Linked DNA regions of Mus musculus: region 1 is linked to region 2. A link is a contact called in public HiChIP or PLAC-seq data. All regions are on one chromosome and are shown on one strand. The core of a region is the stretch at or near the end of the contact, and the rest is flanking DNA. Distances in the headings are between cores, read along the strand shown.

Region 1 (4,481 bases), core at 1,462-3,961, 250 kb before region 2:
TCCTGGGTGCTAGGATTACAGATGTTTGCCACTGCATAGGATAGCTACTTTCCTTTTTAATAGTTCGTTCCCTATTCAAACAGTGTAAGTCTATAAAAAGCATCTGAATTCAAACAAGATCCTTGGCCTGAGGCCTCTGCTCTTATTATTTATTTATTTTGGTTTTTTGAGACAGGGTTTCTCTGTATAGCCCTGGCTGTCCTGGAACTCACTCTGTAGACCAGGCTGGCCTCGAACTCAGAAATCTGCCTGCCTCTGCGTCTGCCTCCCGAGTGCTGGGATAAAAGGCGTGCGCCACCACTGCCTGGCTGCTCTTATTTTTTTTAAGATTTAATTAATTACGTGTGTGCCTCTGTAAGTGCAAGTGTGTGGATGCCCAAGGCAAGCGTCGGGTGTCTGACGTCTGTCACTCTCTGTCTATTCTTTTGAGGCAGGGTCTCTCCTTCAAGATGGGGCTTGTGGGTTTTTTTTACAAGTCCCAGACATCCTCCTGTCTCTTTTCCTGACAAAGCTGGGGTGATGATTAATACTTTTTTTTTTAAGATGTATTTTATTTGTGAGTACACTGTAGCTGTCTTCAGACACTCCAGAAGAGGTCATCAGATCCCATTACAGATGATTGTGAGCCACCATGTGGTTGTTGGGAATTGAACTCAGGACCTCTGGAAGAGTCATCACTGCAGCCCCTTGGTTAATACATCTTAACAGCCAGTTTCCTGGGATCAAAGAATTACAATAGTCCCATTTGCCACCTCTGAGTCAGGGAGGTTGACTTATCTCTCAAATCAGCATAAGAATCCTTACTTTAATCCCTGCACTAAGAGGCAGAGGCAGGCGAATTTCTGAGTTCAAGGCCAGCCTGGTCTACAGAGTGAGTTCCAGGACAGCCAGGACTGCACAGAGAAACTCTGTCTCGAAACAAAAAACAAAAAAACGAAAACAAAAACAAAAAAAAAGAAAGAAAGAAAAAAGAAAAAGAAAAACAACAATAACAAAAAAATCCTTACTTCAGGCAGTGGTGGTGCATGCCTTTAATTCTGGCATTCTAGAGGCAAGGGCAGGCAGATCTCTGAGTTCAAGGTCACCCTGGGCTACAGAGTGTGTTCCAGGACAGCCAGAGCTCCATAGGAAAGCCCTGTCTTAAAACCCCACTCACCCTCTAACCTCTTCAAAAAAAAAAAAAAAAAAAAAGAGTCTTTACTTCAACTGCTTAGTGGTGGCACACACCTTTCGTACTTGGAAGGCCGAATGGGGGAAGGTTCACCTGAACTCGTGCCATCTGTCTGAGCACTGTAATATGATTTTTCTCAAAACAAGGCAATGCGGGGAGGGCTAGGAATATGTTCAGTAGTAGAGCATGCAGGACGCCCTGAGTTTGATTTACAGCAACACACACACACACACACACACACACACACACACACACACCCAACTCACACATACACACACCACACACACCAGACACACACACCCACCACACCCAACATACCACACACACACACCCAACTCAGAGGTGTTGGGGCCTCTGGATGTAGTTTCACTTTGACTAGTTACTGACAACTGGTATGGCCTCACCACTAGCCAGGACTTTCTGGAATGAAGAAATGTTCACTGTGGCTGACATCAGAGAGACCAAGTGGTTGGTGCTTGTGGTTAACTGAAAAAGATCATCCTTGAGGCAGGGCAATGCCTCTGCCCGGGTCCTCCGAGGACACCAGACGGAAGTTGGTAACATTAGGCTGGTTGCATTAGGCTGGCCAGCTTGGCCTAACGCATGGCCAGAGGCACGAGCTAGCAGATGCCATGGCACTTGGAAGGTACACTAACCCATCCACTTGCTGAATAGAATGAGGCATTTAATCCCTTTACCCTGGCTTAGGGTTTTGCTCCTGTAGGAATTATTTCAAATATATTAGGGGTTGAAATCTGTATGGAAAGGTTAAATCCCTTCCTATTATAAATAAAAATTTCGGGCTGGTGAGATGGCTCAGTGGGTAAGAGCACCCGACTGCTCTTCCACAGGTCTGGAGTTCAAATCCCAGCAACCATATGGTGGCTCACAACCATCCACAACCATCCGTAACAAGATCTGACTCCCTCTTCTGGAGTGTCTGAAGACAGCTACAGTGTACTTACATATAATAAATAAATAAATAAATCTTTAAATAAATCTTTAAATAAATAAATAAATAAATAAAATTTTCATTTGGGTAAAAAATTCAAAATGTAAGCTCACACTGTCAACTGAGACACCCATCTAAGACAGTAGGGTACTGGGCTCACCAGACAGCAATCACATCTCCTTAGAGAGTCTGAGCCATAGGACCGGACCCACTGGCCACGTGATCTCAGGCCTGGTGACCTCTGAACTTTGCTTCCTTATCAGGAAAGTGGACCTTAGTAATCCAAGCTTCCCAGGGCTGTGGGCAGGGCAGCGGTACTGCGTACGGGAGGGGTAATGATTTGCTTAATCAGACATTCATACCTTAGTGTAAGCAAGTTTTAGGTCCTTTCCACAAATCAGGCATAGGTCAGGAAAGGCAGGCAAGGTCTTTTTCTTTCCCTAAGCTCCTAAGAGCACCTGTGAAGAGAAGTTTAGGACTGACAGGAGCCAGGGCCTGTTTTGGTTTCACATTCAAGTTCTGGTCCCAGCCTTAGACTCGGCTTCCTGTAGGGAAGGAAGCAGGCTTCATTCACAGTTTGAGGAAGTGGAGGAGGAAGTTACATAGGCGGTGGCTGGTGAGGTAATTCCCCCGGCTTCTCCCAACACCAGCCCAGAACACTGGATCGAGGGCAGAGGCTACACCTACTTTCAATATGCAGTCTGCAGTCATGGAGAGCTGGGTGTGCTGGTGTGCACCAGTAGGCCTAGCACTTGGGAGACTGACGTAGGAGGATCTTGGGTTCAAAGCCAGTTCTGTCTCAGAGAGAGACAGACAGACAGACAGAGACAGAGAGAGACTGGTTATGCAGCTCCGTGCTCCACCTTGCTGGCTTCTATTTCCTTTCTCTGTGTTACATTAGATTCCCTTGGTTTGGAGCAAAATCCTGTCAAACACTATAACAAACTTGCCTCCCACAGTGCATGCTGACGTCCTGTCGTGGTGAGCACACCCATGTGAGGAGCACCGTCCCATGGGATAGTCCATCATCCTCTGTTGTGCTCCCCTCTCATTCCCACACAGACTCCCCAGGGTTTCAAGGTCTCCCAACTCATTTGTGTGTAAGCCTTCTCCCCCAGGTCCAATTTTGGTTTTTTTTTTTTTTTTTTTTTTTTTTTGCTCATATCTCACTGAGGTATGCAGGGTCTGGACCTAGCCATAGGCTCTCTGAGTGACTGAACTTGCCCAAGGCCATCCAGCTCCTTGGTGGATCCCGAGTCTGACTGTTCAAACCTATACACTTTTCTCACCTTAATTTGCAAACCAGCACCTGGTTCAGCACTTTGAGGGTCATATGACCCCGTCTCTTATGCACCTTCTGTCAGTACAGGGATGGCAATGGTAAGAACCTTCAACAGGAAGTCACTGGCGGGGGCTGGAGAGACAGTGGTTAAGAGCACCGACTGTATTTCCGCGAAGGTCCTCAGTTCAAATCCCAGCAACCACATGGAGGCTTACAACCATCTGTAATGACATCTGATGCCCTCTACTGGTGTGTCTGAAGACAGCTACAGTGTACTTACATATAAAAAATAAATAAATCTTTAAAAAAAAAAAGAAGTCACTGGCTGAACAGAGCTGGTCCGTAGAACTTTTTCTGGAAACCTGGTGTCCAGAGGAGCCTGTGTTTATCTCAGGGCCGCTTCCTCATCCAGTATTGAGGGAGGTTCTCTTTCCCCACAGGGAGGTTCTGGCACATCTCCGACCTGCATCTGGACCCCAACTACACCGTATCCAAAGACCCCCTCCAGGTGTGCCCGTCGGCCGGCTCCCAGCCTGTGCTAAATGCTGGCCCCTGGGGGGACTACCTCTGCGATTCTCCTTGGGCCCTTATCAACTCGTCCTTGTATGCCATGAAGGAGATTGAACCAAAGCCTGACTTCATTCTCTGGACAGGGTAAGAGCAGTCGGATTTCACCTGTGAGCCGGGCCCCTCACCTCCTCTGTCTCTTTTAATCTTCATCTCAGGTGAATATGCAGGATGTAGAGAACTTGGCCAATCAGCCTGGCACTTGCTCAGTCCTGGGGTAGACACTGGGGAACTGAGATGGTAGAGACAGGGACTGGCCCTCAGAGGGCCTTAGACTTCCAGAGGATCCAGGTGAGCCCAGGGTCCATACTTTTCCAGCCAGCAGGGAGCCACCTGTGGGGGTATGCAAATTGCACAAGGAACCTGATCCACATAGCAGCATAGGAAAGGACTTCCTACAGGATGTGGTGACCCAGGTGTGAGGACCAGGTTCAAGGACAGTTCCAGGTGCTCCCTCTGCCAGTCTCAGTGGATGATTCTAGGAGCTGGGATGAACCCATGACGTTCTT
Region 2 (4,418 bases), core at 812-3,311:
CGCTTGCCTTGGCTATAATAAATCCTCCAGCCACGCTTATGACTATGCGGTTTAAAGCTGGTAAGAACGCTCGATGTTCAGACTTTCTAAACAAGACTCTTTAATCTCTCCCAGATATAACGAACTCGGCTTTGCTTTGGTGTCTTAGGAAGACTAAGGATTAAACCCAGGGCTTTGTGGACCGAGTGAAGCACTCTTTGTTTCATTTTATTTTATTTTGTGTTGTTTTATGTCATTTTCCTTATTTATTTTTGATGTTTTGGGGTAGGGTCTCACTCTGTAACCTCAGCGAGCCTAGAACGTGTATGCTTCGGGCTAACCTTGAACTTGTTACAATCCTCCTGCCTTAGCATCTTAGCTGCTGGGCTTTCAGACCTACTCCAGCAAACAAAGTACTCTAGCTTATGATTTCATGTGTTTTTGTGCGTGCATTCACACACCTCTACGCAAATACGTACATAAACATGTGCATACGTTGTAAATTTCCAATAGCATATCTTTTCTCACAGTAAATAAGGACAGCACAGATGCATAGCAGAGTACTTTAAATAAATAATGATATTTCCATTCATAACCTATTATGCAGCTCATGGAAATTATACACGAGAGCCAGGCGTGTGGACAGTGGTCACGTATACAGAATAAATAGAATTGTGAGATACATTTTTTATCTTGTTAAATCTCTTCCTGACTTCAAAACAATTGTGTGTATTTTATTTCTTTGTATGCATGTTTGTGCACACATACACATGTGAGGCACAGCCTACATGTGGAGGTGAGAAGAAAACTTGCTGGAGTTGGTTCTCCCCTTCCACCATTTGGAACCCCAGGGATCAGACCTGGGTCATCTGTCTTGCCAGCCAGCTCCTTTAGCCATTGAACCGTCTCGCCTGTCCGCTGACTGGTGTTTGAGGAAGGCCTTTTTAGGAGTCCTGTGCTATTTACTGTTGAGTATTTAGGGTTTTTTCAGGGTGGGCTTGGTTTTCCTTTTGTTCCTTTTCCCCCTTCCCTATGTTCTCCTCTCTCCCCACCCCCAAGGCGGCTCGGAGGCTCTGTTGGGCCAGACCTGGGACTCCTCTGCCTCTTTGGCCACCAGCACTGTCGGCAGTTTTTACTCTTAGAAACAGTTTGCACTGGCCACTCTCCCACACATGTTCTTATAGGTAAATGCCCAAAATAACATGACTTATCCAAGAGATACAGAGAGAACTTTGTTTCTTTCTGAGATGTGGTCTCATGGTAGCCCAGGGCACCTTGAACTCAGAGCTGACTGTCTGTTTCAGTCTTTCTAATGCTGGGATTGCAGCTGGGAGCTGAGCCCCTGGCTCCTGACTTTTTCTGTTTTGTTTTGTTTTGTTTTTTCCTTTACTTTTCTTTATTTTCTTTCTTTTAATTGATTTATTTTCATGTATACCTGTAAATCCAGCACTGGAAAGGCCAAGACAGGAAGATCAGGAGTTCATGGCCACCCTTGGCTATTTAACAAGTTCAACAGCTGGGCTACAGGACTCTCCAAACAACAACCATAAAACCCAGCCGCACTCTTCAGGGGCTCACCTAATTTTACTGCTCTCAGGTGTTTCCCTCCTGCCTTCTGTCCAGGCACACATAGAAACCAGACTAGGAAGGGAGAGACCGTGGCTGCTCACTCTATGCTCACTCGCTTGCTTTGGATTTCAAATGAGTTAACTGCCTTCTCTAGACCTCATTTGGTCCAGAGGTAGCATTAACCCTGTCTGCTTTGTCCTCAACCGCTCCATTCTTCTTCATGGTTAGCCCTCCCTGACCTTCATGTCTTTTACTATAGGACAGTAAGTGTGGGAGAGCCGCATTTGAAAGTCACTGTCTACTGTCTCGGGAAAGGGCCTTCTTTGAATCTCAGGAAAATTAAATTGATGAACATCGAGTATTGTATATGACTGGAGTGTATACTCTCGAGGGCTCATGACTGGCAGACAGTCAGAGCTCAGTAGCGCACGCCCGCTGTCAGTGTTACTTGGAGTGTTCCTCTGTGAGCCTGGTTACCTCTGATGACATATGATGTCAGCTGTTTTTCTAAGAGGAACCAGGCTTCTCGCGGCTTCCCACCTTCTCGCTTTTCTGGCCACTCTGTTCCTCCTTCTGTGGGGTGGGGGCAGGGGAGCCAGGCTGCTTCTGGGAGCAGAGCATGAGCAATGCTTGTCGGGTCCATCCATCAGATACGATGACTATGATTACGGCGAGGTAAACCAGCTCCTGGAACGGAACCTCAAAATCTATATCAAGACGGTGGCCTGCTACCCTGAGAAGACGACCCGTAGGATGTACAACCTCTTTTGGAGGCACTTCCGCCACTCAGAGAAGGTAATGGTGACTCGGACGTGGGAGGGGCTACCGAAGAGTCAGGGGACCAAGTGACTGTCCTGCTGGGTGGTACACCTAGGCCTGTTGTCCCAGGTTAAATTCTATTCTACTATGTAATTTCAGATTTCATTTAAATTGGGCACTTTATTCCCTGTTTTCCACAGGTTAGGTGGGCATAAATGCAGATTTTTTATTTGTATGGGTTTTTTTTTTTTTTTGAGACTTTTTTCTGTGTAACCTTGATTTGTCCTGGAACTCACTCTGTAGACCAGGCTGGCCTCAAACTCACAGATATCTGCCCGCCTCTGCCCCCTGGGTGCTAGCATGAGCCACCACCACCACCTGGCCCTAGGTGTGGGTCTTAATCCTCACGTAGGAGCAGTGTGACTTTGGGCAAGTTACCTCTGAGTGTCTCCCCTTTATAATGACAAGGGACAAAATGACACTATGGATGGAGACATTTGATCCAGCCTTAGAACCAGTTAGCTGGAAGCTCTTCTTTTCAGACTTGGGAGGCAAAGCAATCATCTCTACGAGATTGTGCTGAGTTTTAGCAGAAAGGCCAGGGCATCTTGGTGGGAGGCGCTGGTGGAGTGAGTGGCAGGGAACCGGTCGACTGGAAGATGAGTTGTCAGCCAGCCTCGTCCTCTCCCATCCCCAGGTTCATGTGAACTTGCTGCTCCTTGAAGCCCGCATGCAAGCGGCCCTGCTCTATGCCCTGCGCGCCATCACCCGCTACATGACCTGACTACCCCGTACGCAGGACCAGCACCAGGAGCAGCTGACCCTGGTCCACCGTCCTCTGTGCAAGGACTTCTGTGTCTGGAGACAGATCTGGGAAGGACCCTTTCTGTCTCATGTCTATCCACCACATGCTGGGGATGGGCATGTCTGTGGCCCCAGGCAGCCATCAGGGCAAGCCACATTTTCCTTTTCCTCACTGGACTGAACAGGACCGTCGCACTGACTTTGGGGTCTGAGCTCTGTACCTGGAGCTGGAAGAAGATTCGGAAAGGCCAAGGGCCACATCCCCTTTTCTTCCCCTGCTCCTAAAAGCAGAGGAAGGCTACAGAGCTAAGGCTGGGCCCCAGGCACCACAAAAGCTGCCTTCCTGGACTGGGAAGCCCCTGGCTGCCTGTGTGGGAGAGGAGTAAGGACCTCCAGGGACTAGCACTCCAGGAAGTTTGCCTTCCCGCCTTCCCTCCTTCCTCATTCTCCAGTTTCATCAGCCCCCCAACCTGCCTCCCACCCATCAATGTGAAAGTTGGACTCACAGCTGGTCTGTGTGCCCAGTTCCCCTAGAGCCTGTTCTGCTGGGCAGCCTGTTCTTTGGTTACCTGAGTAGGGGTTCAGTTCTTCTGTCTCCTTTGCCCTCATACCCTTTTCTCCCATGCCTGGTGGTGTGGGGCCTGGGAGAGGGGCCAAACATATCCAAAGAACACACTGTCTCTGGAGAGTTGGAGCCCGTGGTGGTCTCCCTGCTGTCTGAAGAGTAAGGAGTGGCTGTTGGTGAACTCTGTATTTGGGTCTTGAGGACCTCACTGTGGAGCCAGAGTCAATCTGTCCCTCTAGATGGTATTGCCACACGGAGGCTGGCATCCTGACCTCCTTATCCCTTGGGTTCTGCCAAGAATGCTTGCCAAAAACAAACAAACAAAAACAAAAAAACCTGAGCCTTTCTTAGGTGACACCAGGCTCCACCCAGTAAGATGCATATACCAAGGTTCTCTTTCCCTGGGCCGCATGGCTCCACTCCTTGGACCTCACATTGGAGACTGGGGGGATTGGCTTACATTTCTTAAGATTTGACGCTTTCCTCTGGGCTCTCTGGCCAAACCATCAGCAGCAGACTGATTTTTCTCGCAAGACCTTGAAGGCCCCTGGGGACCCTTATTCCACAGTCAGCCTTTCCTGGCTGCCTTCCAAGGGACACCACCCCCATCCCAGTGTCCCATCTGTCCCCTCTCCCGGATTTAAATGGATGACTTGGCAGAAGCAGCCACCACCGACAAGCACTTTGCAGAGCAAACAACTGTGAATTCTGATGTCCCTTCCCCTTCCACCAGCAGCAGTAG

What was found. HiChIP or PLAC-seq counts read pairs in DNA pulled down with a chosen protein or histone mark.
Region 1: an H3K27ac HiChIP or PLAC-seq map of microglia shows a contact between it and region 2, with 4 times the contacts expected there. The contact joins two enhancer-like sites. A contact is called at or near these places in 1 of 39 promoter capture datasets (neural stem cells), 2 of 115 datasets of contacts at active chromatin or transcription factors (microglia and pancreatic cancer cells) and 2 of 9 other capture datasets (adipose tissue and pancreatic islet).

Annotation. Positions count from the first base shown.
Region 1 is chr4:132,746,056-132,750,536 of GRCm38.p6, reverse strand. It overlaps Smpdl3b (sphingomyelin phosphodiesterase, acid-like 3B), which reads left to right. Exons shown (of 8, transcript NM_133888.2): 2 at 3,846-4,059. Among named protein-coding and RNA genes, the nearest start is that of Smpdl3b, 8.9 kb to the left of the region's middle. Within about 2 kb of position 2,711, at least 202 of the 459 cell types and tissues checked have an H3K27ac peak or open chromatin away from gene starts, as enhancers often do. A contact at or near this core is called in adipose tissue and microglia, where this site is marked.
Region 2 is chr4:132,492,389-132,496,806 of GRCm38.p6, reverse strand. It overlaps Sesn2 (sestrin 2), which reads left to right. Exons shown (of 10, transcript NM_144907.1): 9 at 2,199-2,343; 10 at 3,005-4,003. The coding sequence ends at 3,091. Among named protein-coding and RNA genes, the nearest start is that of Sesn2, 16 kb to the left of the region's middle. Within about 2 kb of position 2,061, at least 65 of the 459 cell types and tissues checked have an H3K27ac peak or open chromatin away from gene starts, as enhancers often do. A contact at or near this core is called in adipose tissue and microglia, where this site is marked.